Regions from separate parts of the Mus musculus genome. Here region 1 is linked to region 2. Evidence: chromatin contacts called from public Hi-C data. All regions are on one chromosome and are shown on one strand. The core of a region is the stretch at or near the end of the contact, and the rest is flanking DNA. Distances in the headings are between cores, read along the strand shown.

What was found. Hi-C and Micro-C count contacts between places; a contact is called where the count stands out from the background.
Region 1: a Hi-C map of pancreatic cancer cells shows a contact between it and region 2, with 3 times the contacts expected there. The contact joins two enhancer-like sites. A contact is called at or near these places in 12 of 484 Hi-C or Micro-C datasets (the AML12 cell line, the G1E-ER4 cell line, the Patski cell line and 6 more), 3 of 115 datasets of contacts at active chromatin or transcription factors (embryonic fibroblasts, embryonic stem cells and pancreatic cancer cells) and 3 of 9 other capture datasets (adipose tissue, embryonic stem cells and liver).

Annotation. Positions count from the first base shown.
Region 1 is chr2:103,338,665-103,345,685 of GRCm38.p6, forward strand. It overlaps A930006I01Rik (RIKEN cDNA A930006I01 gene), which reads right to left. Exons shown (of 3, transcript NR_040332.1): 2 at 3,236-3,366; 3 at 1-1,886. Among named protein-coding and RNA genes, the nearest start is that of A930006I01Rik, 31 kb to the right of the region's middle. Within about 2 kb of position 5,172, at least 31 of the 459 cell types and tissues checked have an H3K27ac peak or open chromatin away from gene starts, as enhancers often do. A contact at or near this core is called in pancreatic cancer cells, where this site is marked.
Region 2 is chr2:103,269,623-103,276,476 of GRCm38.p6, forward strand. Ehf (ets homologous factor) reads right to left here. Exons shown (of 9, transcript NM_007914.3): 5 at 4,432-4,500; 6 at 4,263-4,331. Among named protein-coding and RNA genes, the nearest start is that of Ehf, 30 kb to the right of the region's middle. Within about 2 kb of position 2,114, at least 28 of the 459 cell types and tissues checked have an H3K27ac peak or open chromatin away from gene starts, as enhancers often do. A contact at or near this core is called in pancreatic cancer cells, where this site is marked.

The DNA of each region.
Region 1 (7,021 bases), core at 3,922-6,421, 72 kb after region 2:
AGAAATGTCTTACAGGACTGTCCCCCAAGGCAAATTGCCACCACCTTCGTGAACTCAACTTGCAAATGCTTACTGCTGACACTCCTTCATGGGAGGAGGGTGGAGAAGGTCAGGGGCCCTCACCCAGGTATCCAGCCACTCATCTCAACCAGTTGTATACAGTTCTGCCCTGATTGCATATGGCCTCAGGGAGGGGCTAGCATTCTGTAGCCAAGGACGGACTCCCTGAAGAGTGGCATGCCAAGTACACAGCCATGGGGGAATCACTCGGGATGCAGACCTCCCAGAGGCTGCTTTAGAACCATCCGTGTTCCTGCCTGCACATGCTTGCCCACTCGCTGTACGGCAGCCTAAAAAACTCCTTGCTTCCCCCAGGATGAACTGTGGTAGCATTGTATCTTGGGCAGTAGCCTGGACCTTCAGAGGAGAGATAGACATTGTTTAGGTCTTCCCCTAAAAGAATGTTAGCAGCAATGCTGAAAGAAAAAAGAGATAATAGAGAAGATTTTTAAAAGTCAGAATTTGGTTCTTTAAAATAACTGATAAAGAGGCCGCTGAGACGAGTCAAAGAGCTTGTTGCCAGCTCCCAATACCTCAGCCCAATCTCCTGGCCCCACATGGTAGGAGAGAGCCAAATCCTAAAAGCTGTGCTCTAACCTCCACGTGTGTGCCTGGTGTACCCCTCATCAATTCATAAATAAACATAATAAAAATGTAATAACTAATAAAAGCAATAAATCTGTTCAGACAAAACAGGACAGAAAAGGGGAACACCCCCCCCCCCCCCGCTCTTAGTGTCAGCAGAGGAAGAGTGGCTGTATTGCGTCTGTTGGAGACATTTGCGGAATGTCGTGAGGGTATCACAAACAGCTGCCAATAAACTTCAAAATGCAGAGGAATATAAACCTCAAGGAAATGTTACTTACCAAGATTAGCACAAGAAAAAAAAATAAAACTGGAAAATCTGAAATTTAAAATAAACTTGTCACCGAATGTTAAGCTCAACCAGATATTTTTAAATTTTTAAAGATTTGATGTCAATCTTGTACAAAATTTTCCAAAAAGTAGCAAAAGTAGGTATATTCCCTTCTTTATTTTGTGAAACTAGAATATCAATACTACAATCCAGTAAAGAATAGGGTGAGAGAAAAAAATCACAGGGCAATTGTACATGTAAACACAGGTGTAAACAGCTAAGCAAAGTATTTATAAACCAACTCTAGCAATATGTAAAGGGAAAATCCACAATGTGCAAACCTGACTTGTTCCAGGATACTAGGATGCATGATGCTATACATGTCCTGTTACTGGAAACCAGTATATCAACGGCAACAAAACAGGCCCATGATTTTTCAACTTTTTGATGGCGTGAAAGTAATACACATTTAGCAGAAACTGCACTTGTCATTTTGAATTTTGACCTTTCTTGGGTTAGCAGTATGCAGCAAAACACTGAAGACTCTAGGCAGCAGCCATGAGGCTGATCCCAGTCACCCCAGGATGGCCAGGGGGCAGCTGACAACCCCCAGGATACTATGCCCCTGAGCCACAGTGCTCAGTGATTCCATGTATCAAACACATTTTAGACTTGTGTTACTTCCCACTTCGAAGGGGTTTGTCAGGGGAGAGCCCACTGTGAGTCTAGGAGCCTAAGGAGTCAGCTCAATACATGCGGAGAAAAATAACACTTGCTAAAATTCAACATATGGCTTACTATGCAAAGCTATTGGACATTAGGAAAAATAAGGTACATTAATAATCTGCTATTCAGTAGCCACAGTAAAATCCTGAACAATGAGTTCAAAGGAGGAACTTTGAAAATGTTCCCTCTGCATCTTCAAGTAGAAGAAGGAGGCTGGTTCTCGCCGGTCTCTATTCAGCAGCATCTACAGGGTGAGACAAGAACAAGAGATAAAGACAGGCAGGCTGGGGAGCCGACTCAGGGTGAAGGAGTGCCTGCTGTATAAACATAAGGGCCTGAGCTTGAATCCCTGTGTTAAAAAAAAAACAAAAAACAAAAAAACGGATTAATCCTTAACACTCAGACATGGCTGTGGCACCTGTGACTCCACCAATGTGAGAAGTGGAGACAGAAAGATTGCCAAGCTAGCCAGCAGCCAGCCTAGATCAGGCTCCTTGAGAGACGGTGTCTCAATGAACTAAGGCGTAATAGACAGGGTACCCAAAGTCTTCCTCTGGTCTCCACACATGCATGGGTGTTCACACCTGCACACATGTGTGTACGCACCACACCCACACCTCCACATACACATACACAATAAAAGAAAGAAAAAATAGAGACATAAGAATTGTTTTGTGGATTATATTCTTTTTCCTCAATAATTTAAAAAAATGTTTTAAGCATAGTTACCTCACTTCCCTCCTCCCGCTCCTCACTCCAGGTACTCCAGCTGTGTCCTGTCCCTCCAATCCCCTCTTTTTCTCCCTTGCTCCCTCTCATATTCATCACCTGTTTTACTTTGATGATGATGATAATTATTATTATGGCATACATATACATCATATACATATACTCATACATATATGTATAACATACATGTACATAAATACATAAATGTAATCTGCTGAGTCCATTTACTCATGCTTGTATGCATATGATTTCAGGGTTGACCATTTAGTATTGAACAACTATAATGGGGGCTTATCCCTGGGGAAGACTAACTCTCCCTCTCTTGGCAGTTGTTAGTTATCTGTAGTCTTTTGTTCAGGGGTGTGGCCCTATCAGAGTTCCCTCTTCCATGCTAGCATGCCTATTCACACTGTCATTGTTGGGGTCTTCTTTAGACAGCCATATTGTTGAGGTATCTTGGGTAAAGCCTTCCTGTTTGTTTGTTTGTTTGTTTGTTTGTTTGTTTTTTAAGAGACACAATCTCACAGCAGATTTCCTGGTCCTCTGGTTCTTACACTCTTTCTGTCCCATCTCCCATGATGTTGGTGAGATCCTTGAGCTTTGGGTGTGGGAGTTGTGTTAGTGATGTATCCATTGGGGCTGGCCACCATACCATCATTTGTTTGCTTTATTTTGACCACAGAAAACCACAGCTGGTTTTCTAAGCTAGCTTCTGCTGAAAAGGGAAGTTTCTTTGATGAGTAGTGAGAACCACATTTATCAGACAAGGAGGGCTCTTTAACAAGGCCTGGTCTTAGGCCACAGGTCTGGGGTTAGGCCTGTAGGTATCTCGATGTCAATTGGATGGAGAGGTCATACTCTTACCCTCATCAAAAATCCATGAAAAGCCATAGACAACTTTTATAATTCAAAAGTTTCCCAAGGGCAGGCAGGATGGCTCCACAGGTAAGGAGGTTTGCTGCGAAGTCTGATAAATGGAATTCGATCACCGAAACCTGCATGGTGTAAAGAAAAAAACAGTTCTTACAAGCTGTTCTCTGACCTCCAGACATGGATCTCTCTCTCTCTCTCTCTCTCTCTCAAACACACACACACACACACACACACAAAATAAGTGTAAAATAGTTTTCACAATGTTTCTGGGTGCAAAGTCAATAAAGAAAAATGAACATATGCTTATATACCAACCACAAACATTTATAAAGAAAAATTTTTTAATATTAAAAAAAGAAGGGAAGTTTTTAACAAGCTGCATGCAAGGCTCCTATCCAGAACACAGAACATTCTCAAGAGGAAGTGAAAAAGACCAGGGTCAAAAGATGAAGACGCATGCTATTGGTTTAAAACACTCCCTATTTTAAATGTTAATTCTCTTTCTCAGTGAAGCTATGTGTCAGATAAGATCTCAAAGACATGTGTGTCTCACAATATGTGTGTCTGAGTGTGGAGGCCACAGGTTTATGCTGGGTGTCTATCTTGATCACTTTCTGCCTTATTACATAATTCTTTATTTTTATACATGTAAGTATTTTTTAACGGACTCTCTCTCTCTCTCGTACAACACATTCTAACCAGTTCCCTCCCTCTCTCCCCCAGCTCCCCTCCTCCACTTTCCCCCCAAACCACTCCTCTGGGTCCCTTCAGAAAAGAGCAAGCTTCCCAGGGATATCAACCTAGCGCAGCATAGCAAGTTACAATAAGACTAGGCACAAACCTCAGATCAAGGCTGGATGAGGGAGGCAACCCCATAGGAGGAAATGGTCCCAGAGCAGGCAAGAGTCAGAAACACCCGGCTCCCACAGTTAGGAGTCCCACAAGAACACCAAGCTACACAACCATGACCAACATAGACCCAAGTAGGTGCTGTGGTTGTTTCAGTGTCTGTGAGCCCCGATGATCCCTGCCTAGTTAATTCTGTGAGCCATGTTCTTATGTTCTCATGGTCCCCTCCACTCCTTCTGGCTCCAACAATCCTCCCTCTTCCCCCTCCCATGGAGTTCCCCTGAGCTCCACCTAATGCTTGGTTGCGGGTCTCTGCATCTGTTCTGAATCTTTTTTCTTATTTCGTTTACTTCTTTTAATTTTTTTTTTTTGAGATTAGAGTATAATACTGTTTCAGCCTTCCATTTCTTCACTCCAAACCCCTCCTTGCTGTCTCTCAAATTCATGGCCCCTTCTTTCATTAATTGTTGTTACAAATATATGAATACAACCAACTCATTCTGCCTAATGTTGTTCATGTATATGTATTCTTGTGAGACATTCTCTCACTGAACCTGAAAAACTCACCAACTGGCTACACTCGGTGGCCAGCATGTCCCCAGAAAGTCTCTGTCTCTATCTCCCCAGTGATGAGAAGGCCATCAGGGCAAGATCTTTACATGGATGCTGAAGATCTGAATGCAGATCCTGGATGCTTGTATGGCAAGCATTTGACCAGCTGAGACAAATCTAGCTCCCACCTCCTAAAAAGACTTTGAAAGCTCGTAACCACTTTCTTACATTCATACAGAGTTACCAAGATTCAAGGCAAGCCGTGACCTTCTAGAAGGCAAAGCAGAGTTGGAGGGCCTGCTCTACCGGCTGCGGCATCTTGCTGTTAAACTGTAGTGATTAAGACTGTCATTTTCATTCAGGGATAAATAAATGGAGACAGTCGTCACTCGTGTTTTCCAATAGCATCCTCCCCTTCCAGGCACATGGCAGCCAGCACATCACTGCCCTTTGCAGGTGGGTGGAGCTCCCTGACTGGTTATGACATATGAACTGTAAGAGGAAGGGAATGATGGATGATGTTTGCACGATGAGTCAGTGAAGCCCATGGACCATTTCCAGTCTGTAGCCTGCATGGAGAGCTCTCCCTACAGTGCTGACTCCACCTTGGAAAGGCCATGTGCCATGATACATCTCCTGGGATCTGCCAAGGGGAAAATTAGTTTATCCGTGAATTGTTGAGGTTCATTGTTACCTCGCAGAAAAGCATAGCCTCTTCCTTTATAGACAGCATGCAGATACCTCGCAGAAAAGCATAGCCTCTTCCTTTATAGACAGCATGCAGACAGACTGCTGGATCACAGCAGCAACCAGTGGAGAGATCCGCCCATGTGTGGCCAACAGAGTTTTCGAGAAAAGGTCAAACTGAGAAATGCTGGAGAGAACATGGCTTGGTTGTCACTGAAAATTCATTTGAAAAGGAAATAGAACTTGTTCCTTCTTCTATCTGCCATACACAGAGATCAGCTTGGAGGTGGATTATTAACATACACATTTTATAAAAGGGTTTAGGCAAATTCTTCACAACTCTGGGAAAAGATTTCCTAGGGGAGAGTTAAAAATCATTATCCAAAAAGGAAAAGTAGTGGTGTACATAATATTACATTCCACAAGAGAAAACCATTTTGATAAAAGGAAATGACAAAGTGAAGGCCAACATTCTAATGGTAGTTACATGCAGATGACTGGGTTTCAGGCTGTAGTATCTTCCTAATTTTGCCTAGCCTATTTTTTTCCCAGTCTTCCACAATAACAGGTCCCTTCTGTAATACAAAAGAAGAAAATGAGTTGTCAGCTCTCATTTGTGTTTATATCAAGAACAGGCAGCCTGAAGTTAAATGTGGAGAATGAGAACATTGCAGACCCTTCTACCTGATTACTGTCCTCATGGTAGAACCTCAGCCTGTGTGGCAGGTGCGTGGAGGAGGACTGAGTAGTATGCAGGTGGATCCAGCAATTACTATGACTCTCTCTGGCTTTTTTTACATCCTGGTACTAGCATATCATCAAGAAAGCCATACTTGGTTTTTCAAACCTATTATAGAATCATGGTTTCTCTTCTTGGAAAGAGGTGTCCTTAGGGAGTTTCCTTCTTTTATTCTCTTCTATTTCTGGTCCCTTTAAATATATATATATATATTTATTTTTTTACTACTCTGTGTGTGTGTGTGTGTGTGTGTTCATCCATAGATAAGATAAGGGTATATGATGTGCCATGACACAATTGTAGAGATCAGAGGACATTTTTGTGGACACTTTTTTTACGTGGGTCCTGGGGATTGAACTCGGGTTGCCAGACTTGTATAACAAGACTTCCAGGGTGGGCCTGTATAGCAACCGTCCTCATCATCCCCATTACTGTTTATTAGGCACGGCAGCCAGACAGTGTGGCCAACCAGGTACGTTGTGTACTTCATCTGTTTAGTGCTCTCAGCAACGTTGGGGCAGATATTGAATTTTCCCTCTTTTAAATATGAGGAAATAGAGACTCAGTAGACACTAGATAGTTTGCCCAAGGGTCATAATGTAAAAGAGGGTGGCGTGGATCTGGGAATCCAGTCTGTCGGACTGGAAATCTCGGTACTACTTGTGTACCAGTAACTTCGGCACTGGCAGCCGGTGACTAGTCATCTGCATCTCACATGCTTCCACTTCAATGTCATAGCCTTTTGTGGTAAAACAGGAACCTGGATTTTTGAAGCCCATTTTTAATCTGGCCTCTGTGTTCCTCGTTTCTGTTTTTGTTTCTAGTGCCAAGGGACCCCAGACCTTCACACATGCTAAGCAAGAACCCTTCCACCATGTTACACGCCTAGCCCATGGCATCTATTTCTTCATTTGAGACACTGTCTCCCACAAGATGGAGATGGAGTAGTC
Region 2 (6,854 bases), core at 864-3,363:
ATAAATGCATTTAAAAACCTCTTCTTAAAAAACTAACAACATAGTGCTCTCCCTCATGTATATGTGTGTGTGTGTGTGTGTGATTTCTCTGTATCTGTGTGTCTATATTTGTATATGTCCAAGGGCACCTCAGGTGTTGTGAAGACCATTGTTGAGCTCATCCCAAACCCCATAATCATAAAATAGTCCCTAAACACAAGACAATCCACTACAGAAATTAAGCAAAACAGATCTCTTCTTGTGATATTATAGCCAAGCTTTCTAGTCTAGGGTTCTCTGGTGAGGTTTTCAACAGCATTCTAGATGCATTAACAGTGTGTGCACAGGGAGGGGGCCCAGGCTTGCATCTGATAGAAGAAGTTGCTATTCTATTTCCAGTTAAATCGATTAAGAGGATTGCAGATATGGCTCAGCATTAGAGCACTTGCACAAAGGTTGACCCCCAGTACCACAAAAGCTAAAGTGATACGATAAGGTGAAACAAAATAGTTAAGAAAACCACTCCTAATTATTGAGTTCTTGCCATGTGCCAGGCACCATACTGAACACTTTACATAGTTTCTATCATTCATACAATAACAATATAAAGTAGGTAGTATTATATAATTCGTTTAGTACTACTATCATGCACAGTTTGCATCTATAAAGGATTCAGGAAATGGCCTGGAAGTATCAATGGTCGGCTCCTAGAAGCTTTGCTCATGATTCTTTCCTAAAGGGAGGCAATTTGGTCACACTACACACTTCTCGAACGCCTTCTGAAGAGTCCATCTACTTCCACAGTGTCTTCATCAACAGAAAACAAAGCCATCATTCCCTTGTCCTACTGCTGTAATTCCTGGTGTGTGGTGCTGATGGGGGCGCCTCCACCCATCAGATCCCTAAGCACCTCACACTTCCACATCCCCAAAGCTACGAGGGGGCAGGAAAAGGAATTAAACAAAAGAGAAACTCCCCATTCTGAGTAAGAATTTCTCTCCTGGCATGGATACCAGCAGGGCCTGGCCCTATGTGGCTTTCTCTGAAATTCAGAAGGACCGATACACGGAACTGGGAAGGACACCTCTTGGCCCCCTGCAGTTGACAGGGCAAGGTTGCAACACCCCACCAGGACATGATGACATTAAAACAGGTCTGGCACCCACCCCGTTTGGTTTCCCAGTGATACATCACCCTGACAGGGCCACGTTGTTCTGGAGACAAAGAGTGGCATTTACCCAGCAGGCCACAAGCAAAGCTCATTCTCCAATGAGATCCAGGAGGGAACAGGGCCATGATTTCAGAGCCAGGGATAGCTTCAGAAAACCACACAGTTCCTGGCACACTGGCCTCAGTTCATGCATGAGGGCTCCAACCTGACAAGAGAGTCCATCACTTGGGGGGTTATGGTAGCCTTACGTGGATGAATTCCTAAATATTCTCCCCCAGAAAATGCAAGTGTGTTATTCTAATGGAATTTGGTTAGTCATTTCAGGGATCTCTGGCTCATTCAGGGGGTTCACAAACTCTAGATTAAAAGACTAGGGAAATTCTACACACACTCATACACACACACACATACACACACATGCACACACACACACACTTGTTCTTGTCATCACATGGAAAAATAAGCAATTGGGAAAAAAGATGAGTTTCTTTCAGATACTCTTCTCTTGCCAATAGGCAAAGGAAGCCACAAAAACCCTACCAGCCTTAGCTCAAAAACCTTTTGATCTAGGGGCTCATTTAATACAACTGCCTCTCTTCCACCCCCCTGTCCTCCCCACTGCCACAAAATAAAAGCTACCTTTGAAGTAGCCCTGTGGTCAGGTGATTCATCTTTATAAAATAATGGTTAGCTCTACAGAGGTTGTCCAGCCTGGCTTTCTCTTGTTTCCCTCCCCAGGGAAGGGAGACACTTGGGGTCAAGGTGTCTGTGGGTCCAGGTGGAAGCTATAAGACACCCCAAGTTTGCTGTGTAAGTGGAAGCCTATGCCTTCGGCCTAGCTACTTCGCAAGAGAGCAGAGATTAGATGGATTTGCATATGAGTCAGCTGTGAGCCATTCCTTTACGGGATATACAAATTTCGGTGTTCTAATAGACCGTGCCACCCTAGCTGGAGGCTCAACAAGTCAGTAGATAAACACATCAAGCCTGAGTTGGCATGACTGGCTTCGGGACTGTTGAGCAGATCAGAGCACTGGTGGCAGCAGCCATTTTATGGGATGGGCAGATAAACTAAATCAAAACGAAGCTCTCTTCCACGCTGGCACTATCAAGGAGACCATCAGTTGACACAAGCCTCACCTTAACGCAGCTTCAACTTGCATGAAAACATAGAAAGATGTTTAACTGCACCCTATTTTATAGGAACTTGATATGGCAAAAGTAGGACAGATGGTAAAGGTCTTTGGGGGCATTCTGGCTCCATCCAGTAGAAATCAAACTATTCTGGAAGGAACTGATTTGTGCATGGTTGCAATTAATATTTTGCCAGACCTAAGACTCCAAAGAATACACCAACTACAGAGCTGTTTTTTGTTTTGTTTTGTTTGTTTGTTTTGGTTTTTGTTTGTTTGTTTGGTTGGTTTTGGTTTTTTTAGGAAACTAACTCTGATTAGAGGGCTTGGATTATCTGTCTCGTTTTCTAACCTGATACTAAGGCGGGTGAAAATGGGGGCAGGGGTGGGTAGGAAGTGGAGAAGAATATTCATAAATTTCATTTTAAGGACCATGTAAAACCATACTAGATAGATCCGGAAGACAGCGACACCTTGCTGTGACGGCATGCGGGCATAATCTGCTGCCTTGAGCCACTGCTGTTCTGAGATCCTAGAAGATGTAAGGCACCAAAGGGGAAGCAGACATGGATGTGAGGTGGCAAGGCCCTGACTTCCTAGGAGTCTGGAGAACTTAAAAACCCTGGAGGCTCTCAAAGCAGTTGGTTCAACTTTATCATTACTTGACATCTTCTGTCACATGTTAAAGACACAACAGGAAAGACAGGGAAGGTGACAACTACCGGAAGTTGGAGTAGAAACTAGAGGGTGACTTGGGTGCCTTCCTCAGCCCTGAAGCTGCTAGTCTTCTCTAGGTAGGTGGCAACCGTTGCCACAGAAAATTATCCAGATGGACGTGTCTTCCATAGTGGCAGATGTGGTGGAAGGAAAATATCCCTTCCTGATTTACACAAAACACTTCAAGGGATTCACATTGAGGGCTCTGTGGGGGTTGGGAGAGGGCTGCTTCAAATCTCAACCACAATTCCTGAAGTGCTTAAACTAGCTCCTAGTTCTCACTTTCAAGGGACCTGGCCTGCACAAAACTTCTAACTAAAAGCTCTGATGAGTTCAATTCACACAACACACTCAACTAAAGCAAATGACGATGGAGAGTTATTAAGTCCACCCTTTCTTTCACACAGACACTGCTAATTTCCAGTTCTGTCACCATCCCCAAGGTCAATTCCTGAGGAACACTTCTGCTACAAACGATGGCTCAGCTTCACAGACCTAAAAAGGTCTAGAAGTGGCCAGGGCAAGGAACAACACAAAAATCTTTTGTTCAGCTAATTCTTATAGCATACATATAAATGCACTACTGGCTGAAAGCCCTCTCCCACACCCAACCCCCAGTGTGCCAATCTTGCTGTAACCTTTGACAAAGCATCATGAATAACCCCTAGTTGTATCCAGTCGCCAACCAATACACTCAATGCAAATATAGTTGACACAGGGCAGATTCTCTGATTACAGAATGCTGATGAGACATCAAGATTAGGCTTCAAGTAAAGGTGGGAAGGGGGCTTCGAGTTCAGGCCTTCTATCCAGACTTCCAAATCACTCTACCTGTAGACCAGGCCCATAGGTCCAGAGGTGTTTTGAGTTCTTTAAAGCCAACTGTAGTTCAAAATGTGTATTTGGGATGCAATTGAAAATTAAATCTAGCCTTCTCCTGAATTTAAGTACAAATAAATTTACCAGGTTTGTCTCCAATGCAAATCTATGTTCAAAATAGAGGGACCACAAGGAGTTTTCATTGTCTCAAGAAACTAGTGAAACAGATGCTACAGGAGAGCACTGAGGAATGTGACCAGATAAGCTTTGGTGTATGGCTGGCTGGGAAGAGCGGCTGCTCATGCTGATGGCAACTCAGTTCACTCCCTGGCTTTTTAATGAGAAAGGCTCCGGTGAGGTAGAAATGTGGGTGGTGGTAAGTTTTATTGATAATTAGTAAGCACAGGTGGAAGGCAAGCCCAGCCCGTGTCTGGACAACTTACCAACTGGAAGGTGACTGGAGGTTGTCATGGAGATCTGAGCCCGGCAGAAAGTCTTACTGTCCAACAGATCTGCAGGAAACAGAAAGGGAAGGGGCATTGAGAGACCCTCCTGATGACACGGCACTGAGGCAGAGTATAAAAGGCCCTTTAGAGTCGGGGAGGTAGTTACCTACTGTGCTACCATAGCTGGGATCATAGAGATAGTTTTCTTCTTTCCATGTGTTCATGATGGAAGGATCTACAAGGGATAAAGAATGGGGAACATCAACAACTGTTATCCCTGGGTGGAAGAGTTCCCATTCTAGGTGTCTGCTCATCTAAGAGGTAATGGGGAAAGGAAGGGCAGCCAAGAGGAGGAGGAAGAAAGACTCGGCTTCAATTATCTGCTACTTTACAACAATGTCAGCCCATTTTTATTCTCCTAGCATCATGAGAACAGCTTTGTTAATGTCTTGACCATGTGATCTGCACTTACTACATTTCAGGCTGTAGAATCCTATCCTAGACTAATTCTCTTTTTTTTCTAGAAATTGCTCCAGCCTGGCTTTCCTCACTGTCAAGTACGACACAATTATCCTACCACCTAATCACCAGGATAATTTTAGTCTGGAATGGAAGGAAAGCTTTGCTGGAGATGAGCACATGTATGGTGATGAGTTGGTGAACATTCTTCTTTCTTGGGGAATTGATGTGTTTCTTTCAGAAAAGGAAAAGAAAAAAAAAGAAAAAAACTGGCCAGTTTTCCAACAATTCCTTCACTGCTGGGATTCAGAAGAGTAAATTTCCCTTCAGTTGACTGGCAGCCACTGCAGTCTAGGCTTTCTCTGAGTAGCTTAAGGAGTGATATAGAATTCTCAAAATTCAGAAGCAGGGAAATGTTACTAAATCACATAAATCGCTTTTATGGGTGGGCCTTTGCTTCATCTCTGGGAGAAGCTGAAATCACTCCCTCACTCCCTGCTTCTTCTCCTTTACCCCATGTCTCAAGTTAGTCCAAGTGAGACACAACACTTCAGCTTTCATTCGGATCAGAAGGAAACTCCCTTCCACCTACTCCAAGTAAGCCCAACTCCCACATGATCATCAGATCCAGGCCTGCTTCCAACACAAGCACTCTCAGGCTGGCCAAGAGCCTGATGCACCCACCTTCTTCCTGGCATGAAGTCCTTGGCCCCCACTCTGGGCTGCTTCGGTTTTCCTGATACCTAGGTTCCACATGTGAGGACCAGGATGACAAGCTACTGGCTGAGCTCTGTCTTGTTTTTAATGGCATAAATGGTCTAAAACCTGACTCACTGGCTAAGTCCTCCTGTTTATGACATGGGGATTTAGCTGGTATTTGAACTCACAGATATGTATTTGGACACTCCAAGCCCAATGTTTTGGGGTTACACCCTCTGTCCTTGTTGGGTCACCTTGTACATCTGTTGTTGTCTCTAAAAACAACCTCTAGAGAGCTTGGGAGGGTGGCCCCTCTGAGTAGGTTCTCCCCATTTCCCAGGGTGGACCTTCTCCACCCTGGTGCTCAATTTTTCCAAACCAGCAACACAAGAATGTCCAGTCGGTCAAGGAGGTTTACCAGCTTCTTTGGGGCCTCTCCAATATCACCCTGGCCCGTACAGTGGGGCTATATGTAAGGCCAAGGCCATTCTCTAAGCCAAATCGTAATCTGTTTCCAGAACCTAGGCAGGCCTACAAAACACAGAGCACCCAAGTTGAAGGACAGGCCTAGGAAGGCCTAATTAACATGTTCAGGAGCTATTTTTTTTCTTTAATTATGGTAGACCAAGGCCCTTATAAAAGATTAAATAACTGCATGGGCTAATTTTGGTGCCAAGTGACTCAAAATTCACCCCTAGGTCAAATTCTGTCCTTGGCAACTGACACACAACCCTCAGAGAGACCTAAGGCGAAGTTTGTCAGCCCACGTGATGTATTATCTATCTGACGTGGTCATAGGGAGTGACCCAAGAGCAGTGCTACCTGCATGTTATGTTTGGGTTGGTTGGTTGGGTTTTGTTTTGTTTTATTTTGTTCTGGTGTGTGTGTGTGTGTGTGTGTGTGTGTGTGTGTGTGTTTTGTTGTTGTTGTTGTTTCTGGTGATTATGTGGTAGGATGTCAAGTGAGGACAGCCAGGCTGGAGCAATTTCTAGAAAAAAGAGAATTAGTCTAGGATAGGATTCTACAGCCTGAAATGTAATGAGTGCAGATCACATGGTTAGGACATTAACATTAACAAAGCTGTTCTCATGATGCTGGGAGAATAAAAATGGGCTGACATTGTTAAAAGTAGCAAGGAGTTTGTGGCACAGAGGAAATAAACTAAAAATAAATGTAGACATTATGAAACTATAGACTTTGCTCAGAGCCCAAGACAGAATCTTTCAAGTAGAAATGGCCTCAAGATGGAGATTGGCCTCTCTAGCCACCTTTAAACGTCCCTGTGGAAGCTCACTTGGGCCCAGGCACTATGCTGCTACAACATCAAGACAGCAGCTCCCTCCCTGTGAAGCTCACTCCCACAGAGGTAGGAGAACAAAGACTCTCTTCTTTCCCCTTAATTTTCTGACCTGAGCCTTACTCTTTCTGGAA